2 separate regions of the Sus scrofa genome follow, and region 2 is linked to region 1. The links are chromatin contacts, called in public Hi-C maps. All regions are on one chromosome and are shown on one strand. The core of a region is the stretch at or near the end of the contact, and the rest is flanking DNA. Distances in the headings are between cores, read along the strand shown. Region 1 has its middle 88 kb from the start of TMEM252. Region 2 overlaps PIP5K1B (phosphatidylinositol 4-phosphate 5-kinase type-1 beta).

Region 1 (6,791 bases), core at 3,431-5,930:
CTGCTACTGTGAGTTGGCTGAGGCCCCTGGGCTTTCCTCCAAATGGTTTCTCATCCTCCAGCAGACAAGGCCAGTTTTGTTCTTATAATGGAGTCAATGTTCTAGGAAAGAGCATGGAAGCACATGGGGTCTCTTGCAGCCCAGGCTCTAAGCTGGCATGCTCTCACTTTCCCTGCATTCTGTTGGCCAAAGCAAGTCACAAAGCATCCCAGATCCAAGGGCTAAGGAACTAGATTCCACCCCTTCAAAGGACTCTAACTGTTGCAAAGGGCATGAATATGGAGACCACTAGTTGGGACCATTGATGTAATGAGTTTATTATGATAGAGCTGATGGGAGAGCAGAAGAATCAGTTCTCAGAAGGCCCTGGACTCAGGGAAGCTTAGGTGTCTGGGTGATGGCAACTCCTGGGTGATCTCAGAGTTTCTCTCTCAGGTTGAAAGAATTCTAGCAGTTTCAATCCCTGAGGCTCACTTAGCTAGGAAATCTCACTTTGTTCACCTACTTTGCCTGCAGAGGACATGACATCTGAATTGGCTGCTCGACTAGCAATGACATTCCATTGATGGAGTGGCTATCCCTAGAGCAAAATGTGGGTGTGGCTTGAATCCTGGTACCCACACCAACATGGGCTCCGTACACCAAAGTGACAGAAGTACCATATGCATGATGGATTTATGGAAGAGGTTTTTTTGTTTGTTTTTTGTTTGTTTTTGTTTTTGTCTGCATGTATTTCTTAAATTTCTAGGTGCTTTGACCTCAGGTATTTTTTGCCTTAGCTCTCCTCCTCCCCCCCTTCTTTTTCTCCTCCCCCCTCCCCCTCCTTCTTCTCCTCCACACACTCGTGTACACACACACAGACACACACCACTTCCCTCTCATTCCAAAAGGAAAGTGCTTTCATTCTCTATCTTCTCATCTATTAAAATGATAGGAGAGATTGTCTCCAAAATCATTTTGACTTAAATGTAATGGATACATGCATAATTCTAATTTATCAACTAAATTATTTTATATGCTGTTTGACACTTTCTCTTCATCCCAATATACTATAGTTTAGCTCTTAAATCTTCTTTGGAGAGAAAGATTTTCTTTCGTGTCCCTCTTTTTGGTCCCCATCACCAGAAGTTGATATGCCAGTCAGTTGGAAGACCACAGACACCTAACAGGTGTTGTTCCCTACCTGCGGAGGGCTCCAAACTCACGCTTTACTTATTAGAAATCTGTCCCTGCAGAAAATATCCCTTCTTACCTTCTACAGTACCCAGACACTTATGAGAGAGAGAAAGAATTTTGTGTTAGTGTATGCTTACAGGGGCCACTGACAAGTGGCTTTGACCTTGTGGGTTGGACTTAGGGTAGCTAAAAACCAAACCAAACCAAACCAAAACAACCAAAAAATTCCCCAGGATATTCAGCTAAATCTGAGCTTCAGATAAATAAGAAACAACTTGTTAATATAAGTATGCCCCATACATTCCAGATATTGCCATTCTAAACAGGATCAATTAATATTAAGTATGTATTCATTTTTATCATCAATTCAATTATCATTGGCTAAATCTGGCAACCTCAGTTAGATTTCTAATGTTATTTGTTCCTCTAAAACCATGCCACCCTCAGGCACAGAGGAAATAAACAACCTGAACCAGACTTTGGCCAAAGACCCAAAACTTCTGTTTTGAAGCATCTGAAAGAAATCATGAGGGAAAACACTTTGCAGAAGGATATTCCTCATTTCCTATGGTCATGACAGTCTGGAATAGGAATTCAAGTTTGGATCTAAGTTCAGGGAAAAAGTAATTCTTTTCTTGTTTTTATTTTTCTTTCATAAAAGTTCTATAGCTGCAGTATACACCCACATGCACGCACACATATTTTTTTAAAAAAACAAGCAAAATCTATCATCAGCCAAAGGTAGCTCATGGGAGGCCAAATGAGACATCTCCTCAGAACTTCAAAAAGGGAAACGAGATCAACACTTCAACTCCAAGAGGTGAATTAACAAAATTGCTCATAGGCTCCTCAAAAATTCCCAAAACAGCCATGTGACTGCAGGAAAACCTTCGACTTTAGCAAACGCATGAAAGGAATCGATAATAAGGGGGTCACGAACTACTGAGCACATGCAAGGGAGAGAAAGGTAGAGGAAGGCTTTGGCAGTGCTTGGCTTGGAGGTACCAGCCAAAGTGAGGCAAAGATAAAGAGAACAGGGAGAACTCAGAACTGGAAAAGTCCTGGTTCAAGGATACTTTGAATTTTGTTGTTATGTTCAGCATAGGGAGAACTCCAGTTCCTTTAACACCCCATCTGCCCTGTGCACAAACAATGATGGTACCTTCCAGGAGAAAAAGGAGAGAGAAATATACTCCAACTTTGCGCCCCTCCCCCCACCCAAACTTCATTGAGGCTTCATGTAAATGAAGGAATGGCAGTTGTTTCCCCCTCATTCACTGTACCTTTGAACAGGATTCAGTGTAACCACAATTTAATGTTCATGTCATCCTGGCACTAATGAGGTTGGTCTATTTCAGCATTTATTGACAAGGAGGAAATGGCAGGCAGGCAGGTGTCCAGAGCACCAACCACTAAAAGGACAATTTCCTCTGTGTTTGTAACAGGTGGAATGTTTCAGCTGATAGGACTCTATTCTTTGGAGATATTTCCTCAACAAAGCTCAGTTTGATTTTCAAATTTGCCAAGCAGATCCACTCCCCCACCTTTTGTTGATATTCTTTCCTCTGATCCGTCCAGTTTTAAAATCCTAGACTCAAGGTCAAGTTACTTCATTTATTTTTTTGTTTATCAAATGCCTATGGAGCACATGTTGTGGGCCAGGCACTGTTTTAAAACAGTAACTCATTTAAGCCTCCTGTTAGCCGTATGAGGTAGGGGCCACTCTCATCCTCGTTTTACAGCTGGGGAAACTGAGATATTGAGTGGTTAAGAAACCTGACCAAGTAAGCGGCAGATGCAATAGTCTTGACCACTTTGCTGGGTGCTTTCCTTTTAGGTATGTGCTGATGTAATCGGCACCTCTTGGTTGTACCATTGTTAATTCTCCCGATCTCTGGGGGAATACGTTTTCCTGAGTGGGAGAGGCAGGGAGGGAGTTTTAAGGCAATGCATATTGCTAAGTGGGATGGAAAAAGAAGATGCACCATGGCTACTCTGTTAACCTCAAGACATGGTTGAAATCAGTTGTCTCAAGGAATCTAGTTCTTAGTTCCCTCGTATGAAGTTTGAGGGCTCCCATTTCAAAAACAGTTATGCAAATTCAGAGAGGAAAACCCATGTTAGCAGTTATCTCATCCCCTGAAATACAGCATCTGTGGATCTGAAATGTCCAGAAATGTTGTGGATTTAACTGAAATCAAGGATAAGTTCCTTTTTGGGAGTTCCCTTTGTGGCACATCGGAAAGGAATCTCACTAGTATCCATAAGGAGGCAGGTTTGATCCCTGGCCCTGCTTAGTGGGTTAAGGATCCAGCATTGCTGTGAGCTGTGGTATAGGTCAAAAATGCTGATCAGATCCTGAGCTGCTGTGGTGTAGGCCAGCAGCTGCACCTCTGACTTGATCTGTAGCCTGGGAACCTCCATATGCCACGGGGTACGGCCCTAAAAAGCGGAAAAAAAAAAAAAAAGAAAAAGAACAAGTTCCTTTTCTGATGTTAAGAAAATTTCTCAGAGTTCTATGAGGATGCAGGTTTGATCCCTGGCCTTGTTCACTGGGTTAAGGATCCCGCGTTGCCATGAGCTGTGGTGTAGGTTGCAGACACGGCTCGGATCCTGCGCTGTTGTGGCTGTGGCATAGGCCAGCAGCTAACTGGTCTGATTTGACCCCTGGCCTGGGAACCTCCACATGCCCAGGTGCAGTCCTAAAAAGACAAAAAGCAAACAAAAACAAAAACAAAAAACATAATAAGTTCCTTTTCTGATGTTAACAAAATTTCTCAGAGTTACATTATGGTTCAGAGGTAACAAACCAGACTGGGATCTATGAGGAGGTGGGTTTGATCCTTGGTCTCGCTCAGTGGGTTAAGGATGGGTTAAGGATCCGGCTGTGAGTTGTGGTGTAGGTTGAAGGCATGGCTCCAATCTGGCATTGCTGTGGCTGTGGCTGTGGCTGTGGCATAGGCCAGCAACTGCAGCTCTGATTCAGCTCCTAGCCTGGGAATTTCCATATGCTGCAGGTGCAGCCCTTAAAAAAAAAAAAAAAAAAAAAAAAAAAAAAAAAAAAGAGAGAGAGAGAGAGAAAGAAAGAAAGGAAAAATTTCTTTACCTGAAAGAGTTATTATTACTTGTATGTGATTAGCGGGTTGACCATACAGGTCATTGTCCAGACTGCAAGATTTTTAAGAGTAAAGGGGGCATTATTAATAATTATGTGAGGACAAACTGGCATTAAACCAAGACACAACTTGGCAAATGGGAGATATGGTTACTCTAATGATAAATGAAACTAGAACTAGCATCTTGGGTGTATATGTATATGTCTGTTAACCCCATACACTTAATTTACCCCTCTCCCCAGAACTAGCATCTTCAAGCAATGACAAAGGTTTTAATCTGGATAAGCCCAACTAGGATATCATGTGACACCCTTGCTGTGCTTGTCCTGGGTTGGCACTTGATAAGTCAGCCAGGTTTTGTAAATGCTGTGGGAGCTCGTGGTAGTCCTGATAAGAACTGCATGGGGCCACTGCAGACCGGCTCTGTGAGTCACTGATACAGTCACTTAACAGAGCAGCTGAAACCCCACAAAGCTAGGCCAGGTTAGTGGATGAACCCAGGGGCTTGCTAATTTTCAACAGATGACCAAGTGCCACCTGAACATCCACATGGATTTTTTTCTGAGCCCACTTGATATGCTCTAGCTCAGTGGAGGGTGACAGGATGTCAAGGAGACTTGAAACCCTGTCAACCGAATGACAGCTGAAGAAAATGGGAACATACTGCTTGGAGAAGGAAAACAGGGGGGCCCTCCAGGGGTGGCATCAGATAGCTGACTCCCTGCAGTGTGCAAGAAGGAATAGGCTTATCTTGAGTTGTTCAGAGAGTGGAACAAAACGGAAACTCCGGGCAATCAGATCTTGGCTCAATTTAAGTGAGTGAGCCTTTTTTGTTGTGCTGGTGGTTTTACTTTTGGGAGAAATGTTTTAAAATGGCATGTATTCTTTAGGAAAAAAAAAAAAAAAACACCACAAACTATAACGAAACACACATGGTAAAATGTAAAAGCTTTCCTCTTTCCTCCTGTTACTATTTCCTGCTACCCAACACCATCCCCCTGGAATAGCCTGATAGTCATCCTCCCACAGCCCTCTCTTTGCACGTGCAAACACACTATCTGTACATATACATATACATACTCTACATTTGCAGGTAATCCTGCTCTATTTTTTATTCTTTTTTGTTTGTTTGTTTGTTTGTTTTGTCTTTTTGCCATTTCCTGGGCTGCTCTTGCGGCATATGGAGGTTCCCAGGCTAGGGGTCGAATGGGAGCTGCAGCCACCGACCTACGCCAGAGCCACAGCAACGCAGGATCCAAGCCGCGTCTTCGACCTACACCACAGCTCACGGCAATGTTGGATCCTTAACCCACTGAGCGAGGCCAGGGACCGAACCTGCAACCTCATGGTTCCTAGTCGGATACATTAACCACTGCGCCACAAAGGGAACTCCCAGATTATTATTTATTTATTTATTTTGCTATTTCTTGGGCCACTCCCACGGCATATGGAGGGTCCCAGGTTAGGGGTCTAATCAGAGCTATAGCTGCTGGCCTACGCCAGAGCCACAGCAACGTGGGATCCGAGCTGCGTCTGCAACCTACACCACAGCTCACGGCAACACCGGATCGTTAACCCACTGAGCAAGGGCAGGGACCGAACCTGCAACCTCATTGTTCCTAGTCAAATTCGTTAACCACTGCGCCATGATGGGAACTCCCTTTTCTTTTCTTTTTAAAAAATAGCCATAAAATGGGTATATCTCAGGGTATGGTGAGAGGAGCCCTCATTTCTGAATGATGTGATACAAAGATGCCTTGCTAAAAGGATTGGAAACAGTCAACTGTGATTTTAATTATTGACAGCACTTTTTTTTTTTTTTTGTCTTTTTAGGGCAGCACCCAAGTCATAAAGAGGTTCCCAGGCTAGGGGTTGAATCAGAGCTGGCTACACCACCACAGCAACACGGGATCCAAGCTACATCTGCGAACTACACCACAGCTCACATCAACGCTGGATCCTTAACCCACTGAGCAAGGTCAGGGATTGAATCTGTCCTCATGGGTGCTAGTCAGATTCGTTTCCGCTGCCCCATGATGGGAACTCTGACTGTACATTTTTGAAGTGTTCCACAATTTTAGTTAACAGGTTTTGACCTTTTTTTTATTGAAATTTTCTTAATAGGTGCCTTGAAAAACAAGTTAATATTTTGTTCCAGTTCTTGTTAGTAAGAGGAAAAATGTTCAAACAATTGAAGCTGTTTGAAAATGGAAAGACTGTCTAGGAGTTTGAACCACTGGCTATGTTTAAGCAGAGGGTAGAGGACCCTCGGTTGGGACACTGCAGGGGAGATTAAAGCCACAGATTGGAAGGCGGGGAGAGAGGTGGACTGAGTGCCATCCAAGATCCATTGCTGCATGCTGAGTCCCTGAGTTCCTGCACATGCTCACCTGTGCTGTGAAACAGGTCCAGGAGGAGCTCTGTGAACAGGAACATCCAAATGGCCCCCGGCCCCTACCTCCACCTGCAGCAGGAACAGCAGGTGCACGCACAGCCAGG
Region 2 (6,588 bases), core at 883-3,382, 180 kb before region 1:
AATTCATCTGCCTGGGTGTTCTGCTGAAGTTCAACAGGGCTTCCCACACATTTTCTGTATTGAAAAAATTTAATGTTTGCAGTGGTACAAAGAACCTGGCCTCAGCCTATGTACAGTGGGCCAAGACTGTAAGGCACTGTCCCATTTCACATTAGGATTATGCCCCAAAGAATACCTTTTTTAGCTTAAAAAAAAAAAGAAAGAAAAATCCTGTATAGGAGTTATATTTTTATGACTTATGGATTTACTATTAAAATTTCATTAGAAAATGTTTTTTAATATTTACTTTTATATATTTAATTTTAAAAGATTTGGTGCAAATTTTTGTATTTTGTTCCTTTATCACCCTCTCCCAATCCACTTCTGTACTAGAAAATTAAATATTTGAGGATTCCTGGGTAAAATAGACAACCACTGGATGGATATAACTAACAGTTAAAAAACAAGTGTACATAGGTAAGTTACTGTACTTCATCAAATAGAAATTAGCAATCACTGAAAATAACATTAAAAAATTAGTGTGGGCATGAAGTATGGAATTTTAAAACATCAGTTTACTATGCTGATTAATTCAACATTTATATTTGCATCAGAACTTAATAATCCCATAAATAAATAGAGCTCTCAGTTATTTTAAAAAATCAAGGGATAACATATGTATTTAGACATATTAGCAGCATAAAGATGTATGCTTCAACACACTTATTGGGAAAACGTCTGAAAATATTACTACACTGAAGTCAAGGGCATCTGCAGGAACCTGACATAAAGTTCTCTAGAATAACAACATTTCAGGAAATTCCAAAAAAGGAAAAGGGTCAAATAGGAAATAGCCTCAAATTAATCGACAAAGTTCAGTGCTTGCTCCAGCTTGATTTTTCTCTCCATTGCAAAGACAAAAACAAAACCGAGTCTCAGGATGGGTGGGTGAATCACTTAGATGAAAGTTCATCTACTGGAATAAATGGAGACGCCGCTTGGGCAGGCGATACAGGAGAGTCGGTGGTAGTGCTGACTTTCGCTGGTGAGTTACAAGAAGATCCGGCACTGCTGCTGTTTCCATCAAGGGTATCGGAAGATACACACACACCAGGATCTGACAGTTGTGCAACGTCAGAAGAAAGCATGTTGGTGATGCCCTGGAAAAATCTCTTTGGCTGATATTCAGTTTCCATTTCACATTTTCTTTTCAATGGTCCAAGAACACTTGGTCTAATGCAATTAATGGGACTCTGGCTTCTGCGGGTAGTAAATCGGGTCGTTGGGCTGGGAATAGGACTTGGAGGCAATCCATTGCTACTCACAAAACTTTGCAAAGACGGTGAAAAACACTGCTTTCCAATTCCCCGGGTGGGTGACGGTGCTGGTGACACTGGAATGAAATCAATGCGTTTCGGGGAGGCGGATTTCTCCACGTCGTTGTCACTCAGGCTGAAACTTTCCTCCCAGGAGTGGCTTATCTGCATTGCGTTCTGCACCTCGCGCTCGTGGACCGTCTCTCGGTTGATCAAGTCCATGCCCTCCTCTTGTTTGATCTGGTGCAAGCGGCTGCTGTGCATGCGGACGGGGGAGGCTGGTAGCAGCAGGCCGTGGCGGTTCGGGAACGTTGTGCTGTTCCGCCTGGCGCTCGGCGCCTCGGCCTGGAACACCGGCGAAGTGTCACTGAGGCCGTGGATGAGGGGGGCGCTGTTAGACCTCCTGAGGCCCCCGCCGCCACCACTGCCGCCGCCCTCCGCCGGGCTCCCACCCGTGCCCGGAGGCAGCTCCAGGTCTAGCTCCATCTTCTCCTGAGCCATGTCGGGGGCAGGGAGGCGGGGGCGGTGCTCAGTCAGAGACCTAGGATTCCCATTCCCCGCAATACAGGGCCGCCGCCGCCACCACCGCCACCGCGAATCTGTCAGCGGGCTCGTGCCTTGCGCATGCGTGTCTCTTTGCGCAGGCGCCCTGAGCTGTCTCTCCTCACAGCGCCTGCTTAATGCGTAATAGCCGCGCCGCAGGCCTGGCGGGAGGGGCGAGGAATGTTTGGGCAGCCAGTGGGCACGTTCCTTCCGCTAATAAGCACTGGGCGCAAACTTGCTTTAATGCCTGTTAATGTTAAGGAGTATATACTTATAAAATATAAACAAACATATTCAGGAGTATATTTTTATAAAATAAGAGCTCTGAGAGAGAGGCCCCTGGCGGTGTGGGACTGTATGATGAGGAGTAATATTTGGCCTAACAAGAAAGGGCTTCCCTGAGGAAGGGACATCTCCTGAGATCCCAAGAAGCCTGAGAAAAGGATGCGGTGTAGAACTGCTTGGGAAGCAGAGAAGAGAGTGGCTGGCAGGAACCAGGAAGGAAGGGAGGGAGTGAGTGTGGCCTGGAGTGGAGGGTGAGCTGGGTGGGACCTAAGGTTGGTAGAGCAGGGTCGGTCCTGAGAACAATGAAAACGTGGAAGTTTTTCCTGCATGGAAAACTGAAAGCAACTGAAAGAATGAAAGGACTCAAGTCTGGAGAAGACATTAAAATCTTCGGAAAAAAGCCAGAGAGGAGGCCACCCTCTAGGCCCTAGATGATGGTAATCTGCACAAGGTGGTACGTGGGAGAGGAGTTGGAGAGAATGGTAAATCAGAACTATTTAGGTCACAGGGGAAGAAAACCAACGTGTGTGTAATTCTATTAACTATTTACTATTGTTTTACTTATAGTCATTTCTGGCACAGGCATATGTGCTCAATCATGTTCATAATGAGGGATGAAATGAAGGGAAAACCAACGGGTCCTCAAATGTAATGAAAACACAATAGTTGGCTAGTGTGATTAATATAAACTTTCATATCTCATTACAAATCGGTTTGTATTTATTCTTTTTTTTTTTTTTTTTTTTTTTTTTTTTTTTGGTTTTTAGGGCCATACACATGGCATATGGAGGTTCCCAGGCTAGGGGTCAAATCGGAGCTGTAGCTGCCAGCCTACACCACAGCCATAGCAACGTGGGATCTGAGCCAAGTCTGCAGCCTACACCACACCTCACTGAAACACGGGATCCTTAACCCACTGAATGAGGCCAGGGATGGAACCTGCAACCTCATGGTTCCTAGTCAGATTCGTTTCCACTGTGCCATGATGGGAACTCCGGTTTGTATTTATTCTTTCATGTACTCAGTCATATTTTTTTCTATGTACCAATTATGTGCCAGGCACTGCAGTGGTAGGAATTAGGCCCTAATGTTTAGGACATTTAATTTCTCCTGGAGGGTGGGGAAGGATAAATGTGTAGGCTATTTTCAGATAGTGGCAAATCTTAGGAATAAATGGAGTGGAAAAAATAGAGCAGCACTGGTAGGAAGGAGGGGCCAATCAGATAAAACTGAGATCTAAATGATAAGAAGCAATCATGTTGACATCTGGGGGATAAATATTCCAACCATAGAGAATAGCAGGTGCAAAGATCCAAGGCAGACATGGGTGTGGTCAGCTGGCAAGAAAAGTAAAAAGGGCCCTACAGCTGAAGTATAAGGGGGAGAGTGGTATGAGGAGGTAAAGGAGTTTGGATCTTACAAGTGTTATGAGAAGCAACTGAGGAGTTTCAAGCAGGAGAATGATATTATCTGGTTTAAGTTTTAAATATCACTTTGGCTCTGTGGAAGATAGGCTGAAAGAGGGCAAGAGTGGAGAGAGAAAGATGGATTAGGAACCTATGGCAACATTTCAGGTAAGAGAGTATTTTCTATCTAGGATTCTACCTGTGATGACAGGGAGAAGTAGATGGATTCAGGATATGTTTTGTAAAGCAAACCAATAGGATGTGCAGACAGATTAGATTTAGATGGCAAAAGAAATAGATAATTCCAAGGCAGCTCATGGATGTTTTACTTAAATTGGGTAGAGGGCAGTATAATTTACTGGGATAGAGAAAGTACATTTAGAGGAGTAAAAATTAAGAGTTCTGTTTTGGTTGATTTGAGTTGGAAGTGTTCATTAGATATCCATGTGTCTATCTGAACTGAAAGAGAGCTTAGTGATTTTTGTTCAGCCCTCTTTTTGCAACTGAAGGAAGAAAGATCCAGGGAGGCTGGCAGTCAGCATCACATAGCTTATTTAATAGTGGAAACCAGTACTAGAATCCAGTATGAGAATCCTAGTCCCTGCCCTTTTCACTGTATCTCAAACAACTTTTAATTTGAAGGCCCTGTAAAACACAGATTCTGCTCATGAAATAAGGTAGATTATTCATACCTATAATTAATAGAAACTGACTTAAGCTTTCCAAGTGCCAGACACTATTCAAAGTGGATCACCTATAGAATCTCATTTAATCCCCACCATAACCCTATCAAGTAGGTATCACTATTCCACTTTGCAGGGGAAACTGAGACGCAGGGATTAAGTAATGCAGCCAGGGTGACAAGACATAGTGGGACCTGGTCTTTCTGGCTCCAGAGCATGGACATGAGGTAGCGCCCTCGACATGCAGACTAGGAGAAACCACATCCAGACTGTTCATACCTTTGTGAGTACAATAGTATTTCAGACAGAATTTGAAGACAGGTACGATTTTCATAGAGAGATAAATTAAAGTTGGAGTCTGAGAATTGGAGTTCCAAATGGCAGGCAAAAGTTCTGAATGCCAGGCAAAAGTGCTGCATTTAACATGTGGGGCAATAGGGAGCCAATGAAGGTTTTTGACAAGAGAAATGACACAGTAAGAGCTATGCTTTAGGGCCTGACAGATGGATCACAGATAGAGGAAGGATATAATGTAGAAAGAACCAACCTTTTCTAAGTGCCCAATGCTTCCAGGCTCTTTAAACACTCTCTAGTCCCACTTCTCACTGTAATCCTGTAAAGCAGATACTGCTGCTCTCATTTTACAAAGAGACAACTGAGTTTCAAAAACTGCAAAAGGCCCTACATGGAGGAACACAGATCTGGACCAATTAGCATCAAGATCTCACTTCAAAACCTATATTCATTTTGTTGCTTTCCCTTTGAATTAAAGATGAAAATCTGCAAGTTAATTCCAAGATGAAAGGAGGGTCTAAAGTTGAGAACGGCAAAAAACTGAAGAGGATGTGGAGAGAGGAAGATAATAACCCTGACTGCTTGGATGTACAAAGGATGAAGAGAGAAGTCACAAATGACTGAAGTTCAGGAGCAACTGAAAGAATGGTACAAACATTTTAAATAAAAACAAGAGCTTCCAGAAGAAAATCTGTATTAGATGGGTAGAAAAAAAGCATTAAGTATAGAGCTAATTTTTATAATATCCATAGCATATTGCTAATTTGTATATTACTAAATCATTTCTACTGGGCCACCATTGTTCATGTCTGGATAAATACAATGGTTATCTTTACCAACAAAGTACAGAGATGGTGATAACCACAAAATCAAACATCTATGCCATTTGGTTCTTACCTGAACATACCTGTTAGAAATCTTCACTCATTTTTGTGTGTCTACCCTTGTTCCTACAGTCAATTCTATACCCAATGTTCAAGGTCATCCTTGAAATAAGACATGAATAGTCACTTCCCTCTTCAAAATCCTTTGGTGGGTTCCCACTCAGAGAAAAGGGCAAGGCCATTACAAGGACCTACTGAGCCCTATCTGGGTCCCTGCCATTCCTCTGCTTGCCCATTTCTAATTGCTCCGCCGCCCCCCCACCCCAACCTCAATGCCTTCAACTATAGACGCCTCCTTACTGTCCCTCAACTGGCCAGGCATGCTCCCTCCTTCACTTAGCTTACCCTCCTTCAAGTGGGCATCTACACTACTCCATCCCTCAGCTCTCTGCACAAATGTCATTGACCAAAAGGCTTTCCCTGACCTTCCCTTTATAAAAAGCAACATCAATTCCCAACACCAAACCTATACTCCCATACCCCTTACTGTTTTCATTTCCCTTCAGAGCCCACATGACAGACAATAGGTATACAATATTTTTCTTTCTTGTTTATCCTTAAGAAGGCAAACTCTATGATTGCTTTTTTCCCTGCTATACCTCTAGTATCTAGAACAGAGCTTCACACATAGCACTCAGTAAGTTGTTGTTGAATCATTGTGCAAGTGAAGGATGGATGAATGAATGAATGGACTGATATAGCTTTGTCTAAAAGGGAAGAAAATTCTAGCATTTGAAAATCCAGCGTAACAGGCTTTTCTAGACTGATTCTAAGTGCTCTTTGATAGTTCTTTTGCTCATATTGAGAATATCATTATTAGCTGTAGCACCCTCCAGCCCAAGCAGGTAGGCTACTTGAATGAACCATTTTGTGAACTAAGACGTTTAAGTCCTAAGTTTCCATTCTTTTTTAACCAAATGCTATATACACAGTTGACAGAATTAAAATGCTCAGTGCTGATGATCTAGGCAGTGTTTAATATATTGAGGTATTGCTTCCTCTCAAAGGATACAGAAGAGAAAACAGCAGCCATAAAATGCAATTCAGCCTATTGCAAAAATAACACCAGATACAGTATCTAGATCTTCCCTGAGTTAATTCATACTTCTGGTTCCATTGTAGGTATGAATTAAATACCACACTTAGGAGTAAGTCATAAAATCAAACATCTCTAAATAAACTTTATTGTGATTAATAC

What was found. Hi-C and Micro-C count contacts between places; a contact is called where the count stands out from the background.
Region 2: a Hi-C map of fetal liver shows a contact between it and region 1, with 2.0 times the contacts expected there. The contact joins two enhancer-like sites. A contact is called at or near these places in 2 of 47 Hi-C or Micro-C datasets (fetal liver and fetal skeletal muscle).

Annotation. Positions count from the first base shown.
Region 1 is chr1:221,933,145-221,939,935 of Sscrofa11.1, reverse strand. No RefSeq gene overlaps it. Among named protein-coding and RNA genes, the nearest start is that of TMEM252, 88 kb to the right of the region's middle. Within about 2 kb of position 4,680, at least 5 of the 83 cell types and tissues checked have an H3K27ac peak or open chromatin away from gene starts, as enhancers often do. A contact at or near this core is called in fetal liver, where this site is marked.
Region 2 is chr1:222,115,070-222,121,657 of Sscrofa11.1, reverse strand. All of the region lies in intron 1 of PIP5K1B (phosphatidylinositol 4-phosphate 5-kinase type-1 beta), which reads right to left. It overlaps FAM122A (protein FAM122A), which reads right to left. Exons shown (of 2, transcript XM_021085089.1): 2 at 1-2,051. The coding sequence ends at 933. Among named protein-coding and RNA genes, the nearest start is that of FAM122A, 4.0 kb to the right of the region's middle. Within about 2 kb of position 2,132, at least 77 of the 83 cell types and tissues checked have an H3K27ac peak or open chromatin away from gene starts, as enhancers often do. A contact at or near this core is called in fetal liver, where this site is marked.